Linked DNA regions of Zea mays: region 1 is linked to region 2. Evidence: chromatin contacts called from public Hi-C data. All regions are on one chromosome and are shown on one strand. Each heading gives the region's core, a stretch centred on a gene start, on an enhancer-like site or on the middle of the called end of the contact. The rest is flanking DNA. Distances are from core to core; before and after follow the strand shown.

What was found. Hi-C and Micro-C count contacts between places; a contact is called where the count stands out from the background.
Region 1: a contact with region 2 is called in a Hi-C map of leaf, with 2.1 times the contacts expected there. The contact joins the promoter of LOC100194215 here to the promoter of LOC100383652 in region 2. A contact is called at or near these places in 2 of 25 Hi-C or Micro-C datasets (ear and leaf).

The regions. Positions count from the first base shown.
Region 1 is chr7:171,971,758-171,977,594 of Zm-B73-REFERENCE-NAM-5.0, forward strand. It overlaps LOC100194215 (putative protein S-acyltransferase 22), which reads right to left and starts at 4,587. Exons shown (of 9, transcript NM_001359432.1): 1 at 4,260-4,587; 2 at 4,044-4,157; 3 at 2,411-2,797; 4 at 2,267-2,335; 5 at 2,109-2,180; 6 at 1,700-1,828; 7 at 1,499-1,579; 8 at 283-465. The coding sequence starts at 4,301.
Region 2 is chr7:171,835,216-171,841,606 of Zm-B73-REFERENCE-NAM-5.0, forward strand. It overlaps LOC100383652, which reads right to left and starts at 2,191. Exons shown (of 2, transcript NM_001176297.2): 1 at 1,472-2,191; 2 at 1-132. The coding sequence starts at 2,131. The coding sequence ends at 46. It overlaps LOC100279876 (MutS homolog 1), which reads right to left. Exons shown (of 13, transcript NM_001152829.1): 12 at 6,192-6,344; 13 at 5,383-5,881. The coding sequence ends at 5,681.

The DNA.
Region 1 (5,837 bases), core at 3,337-5,836, 140 kb after region 2:
CAGTAGTGAGTTAATCGGCAGATGTGAAATGTTTCTTTTTTTTAATCGTACGTACAGCTCATGATGAGTCTTATATGTGAAATTGCTACCAGTTAGATGTGCAAGACACTAGTGTTAGTTATCAGTTAGAAACTCAGAGTTAGCATGACTGTTAGAAAAGTGACCAACTTAACTTCCATTCGCCAGATATACTACCCATGTGACATATAAATAAAGAGTCAGCCTGGGAATGAACATTATCTGTTTAATAATTCAAGAAGCCTAAGGATGTACGGTTCACACCTGATCCTCAAGAAACAGCCTTGGCGGAGTGCACCATGAACCACGACGAAGTGGACCAAAGGAACTAGCACTGCTGAGTCCGGTGTAGGAGCTTACACGAGACATCTGTGGACTCTGCTGCCCACTCAGATCATCTTGCTCTTGCTCTCGCAGGGCAATGATGTAGTCATAGGTACTGATTCCCTGCATAAGGTTGTCATCATGATGCTTCAGTTTCACATAACCACAAAAGGCTATCATATCACATTCAAACTATTCATGGTGTCTGCATGCAGTGCTTACTCAATGGCAATAGTTCATTGTTTTAATCATTATTTTCAAAAGAGCTTTGCTTTGGTGAACCCTTTTCTGGAAACTGTACAAATCTTAAAGCAGCCATATGATTTAATTTAATTTAATTCATCTGGTGGATACTATCTGGGCTCGACCCTACCCATGCCCACAGCAACGCCGGCCCAAAGTTATGGATCTCATGGATCACATCCAGTTCCCTCTTGCCCACACACGGTCATGCTTGTTTCGTTGTCGCGGTACCCTCAGACAGTGGCGGCCGTGGATGCTCAAGCGCCTGTCGTTGCCGATCACCATAAGGGTAGGATCAGGGAGCCCACCGGCCGTTTTGTTTTCGCAATGACTGTATCCAAAAGAAATGGGTGGCCACCAGCTAGGCTTGGTGGGACATGGGTAGGGCTGGACCTAGATCTGACCCATTACGAACAAATTAAAAACAATTAATACTAGACTGCTACAAGATTCGTGCAAATCTCATGAAGAGGTCTACCGGAGCAAAAAAAAAACAAAGTTTCAAAGTGGTACCATAAGGAACTCCATGTTGATACTAATCCTGCTAGTGGTATGAATGTTTGGTTCAATACATAATGATGTCGGTATAAAGTATTCACGTTGCATACAAAGCATAGATACAGCCCATAGGACCCAAGTTTGCATTGTCCAAAAGAAAAAATTGTATGACATGCTAGGAATTTTGAATACAAGCTGTTCGCCAGTAAGACATAAGTGCATAACTTTGACCAACAGCTTCTAATCCTTCCATAGTAATATATTATTGAAACTTAACAAAATTATGAATGCCCATATGGTTCACAAGAATGTTATTGATAGAAGCTAGGATAATTTGAGTTCATAGACACGGACCTTTTTTACAAGAGTCAGTAAGCAACAGAATCAGACAAAAAGGAAATGTATGAGAACTTGCCTTCTTGATCAGAAGAATGTGGAAAAAAAGAAGTTGAGCAACAGGCAGTGAAGCGACCATGGCTAGGATGGTACATGATGCCTGCGTTAACAAGTGTCAAATCTTTGAGCATCTCGATAAAGATTGGTGAAAAGAGCTGACCAATTCAATGATCTTTGAACCATTCAGCAGATATGAAAGAAGTAGGATGACAGTACATACCACCACAATAACAAAAGGCACTACAGAGAAGCTGCTTCCAAGCTTTGAAACAATTTGCATAGAGAATTCCTTTCGCTCAACAAAGCATAGCACTAGCACCAATACTCCAATTGCTGATTGTAGGATAAGCTGGCCCAAATTGCACAAACCATGGAGACCTGTCAATGGTCAACTAGGATGAAAAGGACCAGGACTAAAATGCCCCCCACGATAATGGTGACTGATGCATATAAATGACTAATAGAATCGTTATCACAATGGTAGAAGTATTTTGTAGTATTAATGACACAATGGTAGAAGTATTTTGTAGCATCTTTATCAGTACAATCTATCAGAGATGGATAGAACTAAGATAGCGTATCAGTACAATCTATCAGAGATGGATAGGACTAGGAGAGTGTAAGCTTACCAAGATAACGGCAGTTGACATTAGAATAAAAAACCTTCTATAGTTTCTTCTTCCAATGCAATTGTTGAGCCACTGTTGAAATTGAGGAAAATAGGGGAGTTGTTATGTACAGTTGTACGCAATGATGGAAATAAGACAATTGCTAAGGAGTATGTTACCCTGCAGTGATGATCAAAACCATCAACACATTTGTCACAAACTCTGCAATGCTTACTATACTTCAACACCTACAAAGAAATATCAAACTATTAATTGCATGCAGAAAAATATACCCTAAATACCAATAACTACAAGAAACATACCTGAACTTCACATAGGCTGCAGAAAAACATCCCTTCCTCGGTGGCTTGCTGCTCAGAGGAACTTTCATGTGGTTGGCAGCAGGAGAAAACAAAAGAGAGAGGGTAGAATAGAAGGAGAGAAGGAGAGAGGGTTGAACTCAAGCAAGATGGATTATTGTCCTTGTATTGAGTAATTGACCTCTCGCTAGATGCTGCGACCTCATGCTCTTGTTTTTCTCTAGTTCCCTCTATTTGTAACCGAGCATCTGAAGAAGTCTTTCTGGATTCCTTCAGATGCTTGTGTTTGCCGCTTCCGTACAAGCTCAGATACTTCTTTGATTTGAAGACCCCTGGATCTGCTGGGTTTGCTGCGGCACACCAGATGTATAGAAAGAAGACACATAATACCTGAAATGATATGATAGGCTTTGATTCTTAGGGAGAGACAAAAAAAGGTGCAGTCATGAACTTGGAATAGAGTTTGCCTGAAACATTAGCTTCATGATGACATTGTGTGTAAGCCATGTTGTGTTCCATTCAACAAACACAACACATTTTTCAGTTTTGCAAGAGCACATAACATTTTATCCAGAAAGTTTGGAATCATTGTTTCTGCAAATTTTTCATGTTTTTCCATTTTTTGTGGCGCGCGAATTCACACATGTGAAGGCAAAACATAACTCCAAGCCAACAGTAACTACACATGGTCTGTCAGAAGCAGTGAAGAGTATACCACTACATGTCTGTCAGAAGAACAGGCACCATTTCACAGCGTTGCCTACTCATTACACTATTAAGTGCAACAATTATTTAAAAAAAGCAAAGAAAGCTTCAAAACAAGTTAGGTTTCATGACAAGACAACCGTGAAGCAAAAAATAATCCAGGACAGCAATTTGCAGGGACAAAACAGCCCATTTCACGGAACAGTCTTTCAGTAGTTGGCATCATCACGACAAGGCAGCAACCAGAGTAGTGACATGGCATCAGAAGGTTGCGGCCATTACGAAACTGATGATGTTAGTATAATAAGGACTACTTCTGACATATCGCTCTCCAGCAAAAATCTACAAAATCCAACCAAGCACGTATTCTGGGATACAACCCAAAGACAGTAGTGCTGAAGTGGACAGAAATGAAGAGACACCGAGAGCCTGACGAACATGTAGCTCCCGCTTGCTCTGAAACTAACATTTCCCCAATGGAGTTAGATAAACAACATGTAAGCATGCACTGTTGTCCTTAAGGACTTTAACCTTGTGACGCAAGCCGGAATTCCACCAACCATGGATGCTGAAGCAAAGCTGTTAAACTGAACAAACCAGACATTGCTTCCAAGGTTAGGGACGCCACATGGTGGCACGGTAAGAATTCCCAGGCCAGACAGACAGTTTAACATGTACAGCCACCCTTAAACAAGCAAACAAAACGTACAGAAATCCTACCAAACAAATACGCGAGGCTGACAGGCAACACGTTTCATGATTAGGCCACACTTAATTCAGCACCTTCCCTAGCTCCAGCAACAGCAACCACTGTTGGGGCCCATCAGGCAGCACCTAGATGGGGATCCAAAAGGTCCCAACAGACAAGCAAACACACAAGGCGCTCACTCGACGCAGCACGGCATCGAAGGAACCAAGCAGGAGCTCTCACCAGCGGAGTGTATAGCCCCATGACCACGTACTGGAACACTTTCCTCCCGACGAAGGGTGCGAAGAAGACGTAGAACGCGAACGCCAGCGCCAGGAAGACGGACACGGCCACCACCTGCGATGCGCGCGAGAGACACCGAAACTTCAGTAATCACGGGCGACGAAAAAGACACCACGCCCAGCAAGGAAAAGGCGCAAAATTCCAGCCGGGACGGACCTGGAGAGGGTGGTACGGGAGCTGCCACCCATGCCGCCTCATTGCCACTTGCAAAGAACCGCAGAATCGACAGAAGAAACACGGGAAAGGATCCTCCTTTTTTTCCCCTCTTTGCTCGCCTTCTCGCGTCGAGTGACGCGATCAATGCAGGGAGAAGGAACCGGGACCCCCGAGGATCGAGGGCTCAAGCGCCGAGCCCGCGGCTTCTGCTTCTGCTTCTGCTAGCTCTAGCCATGGATTCGACCTTGCCGCGGTGGTCGCGACCGCATCCGTGGGCTGGTGCTTGGTGGGGAGAGAGGGGAGTGGACGGAATGGGGGAGCGTTTGGGGGCAGGCAGAGACCAAAGGTTGGAGAGCATTAAATGCCGCGCTGCGCCTGTGCAGATTTACGGGAGAGTTGCAAGAAGCGAGCGGGGAGAGAGGGAGGGAGAGGATGGTTTGTTTGGTTTGGTTTGGCGTGGCCCGGACCGTGGCTGCTTCGCTCTGGCCTTTTGGGCGCTCACGTGAACCTCCGTTGCCAGAGTCTGGTCTCCTCTGTGATGACTGATAACTGTGGCCGTAGCAGCAGGGATGGCTGGCTGTCAGTGTGGGGCCCAGCGACAGCCGGTTTGTTTAAAACCTTGTCACCCATGGTCCTCGGATAGACCTCGAGAGCTTCTTTTCTTTCCCCTTTTTCACTTTTACTTTCGTCGCTTTGGACTTCTCATGATACGGATGTTTTTAGATTCTAATAGAGCACGGTAAAAAAAAATCGTGTGTTAATTTTGCCGGTAATCCCAAAACCAGGAACTGAACTGTGACATTGTATTTTGTACAGTATTTTTCTACTGTGATGCAGAAAATAATGTGCTACATCAATCACTTGCTGAGAGATAATAATAAAAAAAATCCGATGTGATATGGTGCTGAATTTGCTTACATCTGAAACGGTTAACAAAATTGGCTGGCACATAAAGTACTCCAGAAGCACTTATAAAGAGCCAAGTCAGCCATAGAGCTCTAGCAATTAATGCTGGATATGTGAAGCAAATATTCTCAGCAGAACAAGAAAAATATCTTCCATTACAGATTTGAAATTGCAAAAAGAAATGTACATATTACTCCCCTTACCTTAGTGAAGAACAAGTACGAGTAGTACAATGTAAGGTATATAAAGTATAGAAGCTGCTATTTTGGAACTTTTTTTCAAGACAAAACTATTTTTTATACTAAAAACAAAATGATTTTATTTTTTCTGACTGTTTTCATCTAGTCGACGTCAAACCTTTTAAGGTTGCATTTTTCACGTATTTTTTTTCTAAGAAGGTTTATATATGCTCTAATAATTTTATATATCATATGGTTTTTGCTAAACATGTACCACTAGTGTTATATATTAGTATACTACCTTGGAATACGTGATTACGCCTTTTTTTATTTCAGACTAAGAGATATTTTATATAGATTTTGCTATATATCTAGGTATGTACTATACTTAAATATGTAATAAAAACAATGCATTTAGGAAAAAGGCAAAACGTAGCATGGGGTGGTCAAAGTTGGTAGGTAGTACTCCCTCCGTTTTTTTTTAGTTGTCGTT
Region 2 (6,391 bases), core at 941-3,440:
AGTTTGCTACAACATAGCAACTGAACCCTTCAACAGTGAAAATGATTAGGACTTCCTGATAACCTTCACTGCTTCATTGCCGCTTCTGATGTCACTCATTAAAGCAATTTGATGCAAGAGTTGTGCTATCCTCTGCACAAGGAAAAGCAAGAATCCAATGAGTACTGGACATCAATTACGACATCAATGCAGTTATGTGCTTCCTTAATCCGGATATTGCTCGGTGGTAGACCAGTAACAGGTAAAGATTATTAGTCTGTGAAGAATACCGAATAGTTTGTCACAATCACCTTAACCCTTAGGATCCAGCACAACATTTTTAAAAGTTAAAAAAACAAACATTAGCAAGAATCCACCAAAACTAAATATGATACATCAGTACTTAAGTCTGCTAATCAGTCAGCACTCATCAATATATATGTCTGGAATATGAGAACAATGGCCATCTTGGGGGGAAAAAAGACAGACCCATTGCCAGAGGCTCCCACATGAGTGGGGTCTGGCCGTCTGGGAAAGGATGAACCGGGGCAAGCATTCCTCTACAAACACAGAGAGACTGCTTTGAAACCCAGACTTGTGACTCAGTGAGACAACTCTCACCACTACACCACATCTGCCCTTCTATTGACCATCTTAAAACAATTTTTGGATAGAATGTGATTTAATTGCAAATGAATTTGAAGGAGAGGAGCTTGATTAGATTTTGTTCAAGAGCTGCTGGAGCTAGAGTTGGAAAAAGGGAAGACCGTTAAATAGACAAGACAAAGTCCAGTGCATTTTTGTTTCTCCAACAAAGGATCAAGAGGAATTATTTGAAGCTAGTGACATACTCTGGAAGTGCAATATTTCTACTGTTTGGCATTTGCCTCCTTGAACCCGGTATTAACGAGAATGTCAATATCGGAATACATCAAGAAGAGGACTAATAGGCCAAGTATGAAATTAAGTTGTCACCATTCAATCCCCACTGTCAACACATGCCAACTGATATATTAGCAGCATTGCTAAGGCGTTGTTTTACTCTTGTTTCACAAATCCATGAAGATTCTCCCTAAGTTTTGAATTTGATCCAGCATTAGAAAACCATTATACAAGCAGTGGCTGCACATTTCACAAAACATAGTGGCCACAGTTCATTGCAGATGATGTCATTTACCAACCAAACACCATCTATATGATCAGTTCGGCTTCAATTCACCACAAATCCAATGATGCAAGATCACGCTAACAGATTCTGAATTTCACATCGATATTGAACTTCAGATAAATATCTTGCTTGATCTATATATAGCCTAAATGAAGTCAATCATATTTCTTTGGAATCGATCGCAATAACCACTAGTTTCCATCTAACCATACTGTTTGTCCCAGGGGAACATCCATGAAAGAAACTAGCTAACTGAATACAAATTCACATAAACATCGCTTTGGCATCACGACCAAGATTAAGAGGGTACAGAGAGATCCAAACCTTATCCTTCTCTTTGGAGAGAAGCACGAGCAGGTCCCGTTCCCTCCTATCCCGCCGACGGGCGTACAGAAGTGTCCCCACCACAGCAGCCGCCACCGCAACCGACCACACGGCGGGCCTCACCGCCGGGCACCCACACGCGCCATGCACGAGCACCCGCTCCTGAACGATCCCGACACCGGCCGCCCAAGCGCGCCTCGCCGCCAAGCTGCACCTCTCCCATCCCCACAGCCACTCATCGTCCTCCCCCTCGTATTCACCATCCTCCTCGTTCTCCTCCTTCGCCACTGCTGGCATCGGCGGGACCTCCTCGGGCTCGCCGTCCAGGCCCAGCCCCTCATGCAGCCGCGGCGGGAAGATGGCGCAGTCATCAAGCCCGCCGTCCACGTGGTCAACAGATGGGGCAGTGGGGGTGACGACCTCCCAGACATCGGTGACGGGGGCGGGCAGCGAGGAGGAGGACATGGAGGTGAGGGAGGAGGACGAGAGGGAGAGAGTTAGCGTCTTGGGCTTCAGGAAGAGGTGCGGGTTCGGGGAGGGCAAGAGGAGAGGGTGTAGCGCGGAGTACGGCGAGGCCGTGGTCGACGCCGACGCGGCGGATGCCGGCGGGGACTGCGGCGCCGGCGACGGGAGTACTAGCCTCTTGTGGTCCTGGTCCATGGCTGCGGGCCTGCGCCCTGTGGCCCCGGGGGCTGCTGTTGTTACTTTTTCATTGGATTTGATTTTTTTTCTCGGCAGTTAAGGGAACTTATCTCCTGTTCATGGAGCATATGTGTTCGTATATCGCTTTAAATTTGGTGTGTCCGTAATTAATCTAACTAGATTGGTATTTTTTACACTTATCCCTCTCACCTCTACTCTGATGATATGGGATGTAAGTGAAAATTTATTAGTCTTATTGGATTGTTTATAAACCCCAAATTTGCATAGAGTCTATATGAGCACAAGATACGTTATTCTTGTAGTCTTTTTTATGTGTAGGCTTTGGACACATACTTTCATTTTGGTGTAAAACATTTGCACTTACCCGCGTTACAACATCTTGAAGAGTATGTATTAGCGTTTGAAGAAGGCTAAGTCCTCAGATGCAAACGTGTAAATGAGATCTATTATATCATAATCTAACCATATGTAACATTTAGTATTTAAATCTTTCCACCGTCAGCTCATATAGTTTTATAAACAAACCTAACAAATCATGATTGCATCTATAGTTGGATCATGATCTAATGGATCAGAAAATTCGCTTGCACCTAAGGACTACTTGCACACCAGTCGTTTGGATTGCTAAGATACACTTAAGAATTCTGGTTTAAAACACTACCTTATGGTGTGTATGGTTGCGGGAGAGTCGGGATAGTCATATCTCCCGGTGTCCTCTCTCGGTCCTCCAATTTTAAGGGACATCACTGAGATAGTCCTATCACAATCCTTAACCCTGAACCAAACTACCTTATCTACTCGTCTCGTATCGTCCTGTCATTGCAACTAAGCACACCTTTAGAGTCCACTATAACAGGATCACTACTTCACATACCTAGAGTCTTTAAGACCTCCCCTATCGCCAACCAAAAAAGAGGTTCAATTCTAAGGCCTTGTTTGGAACCCCTAAAGGTAATAGTTAGTCATCTAATAAATTATTAGCTACATTGAGCCAGCTAATGAACTAATTGTTAGTTATGAGGTAGCTAACAATTAGCTACGATATTAGTTGATGGTGTTTGAAACCTAACAACTATTTTTAGTAGTTAACTATTAGTTTTAGATGTTCTAGATAGGGCCTAAACGTCATTTCTATACTATACTTAAAGCACCAGTTTCAACGGTCGGCATGCGTCATTTTTTTTACAAATAACCCCTCACAATTATTTCAAATTAATCTGCTGCACGTCTATAGATGCCAAACGACGACACGAGCTAGATGCACGCGGGCCACAACTATGGCATAGGCACGTCATGACGGTCTGCTAACTGTGTCGGGTGAGCCCATTAGCCCGTCGATCCATTTAATTAAATCAGCGTAACGACGCCCGACACAGGCTAGATACACGCGGGCCACAACTATGACACAGACACGTCATGTCGGCCTGCTAACTGTGTCGGGCCAGCCCGTTAGGGCATCGATCCATTTAATTAAATCAACGTAAAATATTAAAAAATGGTGCAGGAGGTGGAGTTCGAACCCATGCCCTAATGGAAGAAGGGTGGGAGACACTAGGTGAAACTGTCTAACCAGTAGAACATCACGCTAAAATGTTTTAATATTAAATATAAATTGTATATATGTATATACGTTTTTTTTGTAAAATAACAAAATAACCGTGTCAGGCCAGGCCAGTACTACGGGCCGAGGCTATAGCTCAAGCACGACACGACGTTCTTGGCTCTTGCAAGCATTATGTCGTTTCTGAGACCACATTGGCGCAATGGTCTACATGGTGTTTGAGGTTGCTGAATTGGATGGAGCAGCAATGATTTGTCACACTAACAACAAAATGAAAGGTTATTTGTTGGTTTTAAACATTAGTAATTGCTACGAAGTAGCATAATTTATATGAAGTGCATCCAGTTTTTATTGATGCCTGACTTTATCAATCACTACATATTTTAATCTATCTTTTTTTATAAGTTTGACTTCATGGGAACTCTCTTATTTGGTCTCTGTATAATGGAATTATGTCATTTTATAATCTATGTTCATTCAGTCAATCGTTGTGAACTCTCTTCTAATCGCTCACTTTATTGGCCGTGTTGTACCAAGATATATTTGCATGGAGTAAACAATAATATCAGTTAGGCAAATCAAAAAATATATTATACAGAGAGCGGAGACAATCAATAAAAAATCTTGAATTTTTTTGATGGATAGTTTACGTGGATATTGTTGTAAGCCGTAGCAACGCACGGGCAACCGACTAGTTATATATAAGTGTATAGATAAGGATGATTTAACTGCTAGAAGATCCAATGCGGCCTGCGTACCACTCTCTAGGAAGAAAATGTACCAATTCTCTACTATATTAAAGCACTAGTTTAAACAGTCGTCACGTGTCAATATATTTAAAAAACACTACATTTCTTTATAATTAACCCGCACTCCTATAATCTCTTATCTACTACTATAATAGCTATAATAGGAGAGTTTATGTAAAAAAAATAAGATAAAATTATGTACAAGTGAGTGTTTGAACTTTAGTTGTTGGCTCCACATTTATACCCACATAATCAATAGAAAATATATATTTGTGTTTTATTAAAACAAAATTTATATTATATCATATATATATATATAATGTAGCAATGCACCGATATATGACTAGTTTTTAATGGAAGCAAGTTCGGCTGGCTGCATTGCAGCACTATTGCTACTAAACTGCACTGTAGATAACAAGCAGCTGCAGCCGATCCGGTAGCGTTGGCGGCTCTTTAGTGCAGCTGAACAGCGTTATCAAGATAAGTCAACCAACTTTTATTCACTGACACTATGCATTAGGAAAACAGAAACTCCCAATCGCATCAGCCTTTTTTAGGAATAAGGATGATTGAAAGCAGTCTCTCTATATTTAGAGAAGGCTTCTTTTATCACTGAGGGCTTGTTTGTGAAGGGAAATGAAAAGGATTAGAGAGATTAAAATCTTCTTGTTATTCAAAATTAAATAAATTTTAGCCCATCTAATCCGCTTCAATCTTCTTGCTCCCAAACTAAGACTTGATAAGGAAACCTTTGTCACTAAGTTTGCTTCTTTTTATTAATTTGTTTAGAAGGTAAGTATGGCTGGGTTGAAAAGCTGATTAAAGGTCGTTGTGAGGCCATCCTCGACAAAATCCCAACAATCTCTACAAACTATCAATCCCTACTTGCACTGAAAGAATTTTGCTAGACAAGCAGCACAGCAATAGCCAATAGACGTGCAGAAACTTCAAGCTTCGACGAGACTGGCACAGCAGACTTCACGGCTGTAAAGGACGGCGTGCAATCACAGACGGGGCAGAACGGCAGAGCAGAGTAGCTGCACCCGAACGGTATGCAGGAGTAGCAGCACTACCGCCGCGTTAAATATGCACATGGTTTTCCCTGTTGCACTGTCGGCTAAGCCTAAAGACTAGAGTACATCTGCTGATGCGTATTAACAAAATGGATCAGGAGATCCTAGCATCAGCGAGGTTCTCTCATGGTCTTGCCTCCATACACGCGGGGATTAATTAGCTTCAGAAGAACTGCTGGAGCCAAGGATTGTCAGCTGCATCTTTCTGCAAGTCAGCTTTCATCTTGGTGGCCATCTCCAAGATCTTGCTCCCATCCATCTCATCCATAGGCAATGCGGCGAATTCCTCAAGGAAAAGCCGAGCCCGTGCAGCTCCTCTGGTGATGTCATCTGGGCTAAATACCCTCTTGCGCTTTGATCCAACCTGCACAGGACAGTCGCTAGCTTAGAAAGACTGAAAGAGGGTTGAGTTTCAGTACAGTATGGGTAAGAAAGAAGGATACCCTCTGCACCAGAAGCTCCCATGAACTGAGCAGTAGATAAAAGTAATTTTACCATAATTGTATATATATGGCCATAAAAACTCCAAAAATATACTACTGTCAGCTTTGTTGAATTGTGAATCCAGTATTCATTTTCTTTACGATAAGATCACTCAAACAGGAGGAAGCATATGCGTTTTAATTCATGTCCAAACCCGTAGTATTTAGTTCGATATTTTTAATTGCATATACCTCGTCTTTCAAATCATCGGAAAAGGTAGGTGTAGTAGAAAAGTCTTCTAACTCTGCTGCTTTGCTTTTCGCAAGGGCAACAACAGCTTCTGGAAAATTAGCAAATTCTGCAACATGAATACCAAAACTTTGGTCGCATGCACCAGGTTCAACCTACAACATGAACAGGAAAATATCGTAACAGAAGATCTGGAGGCATC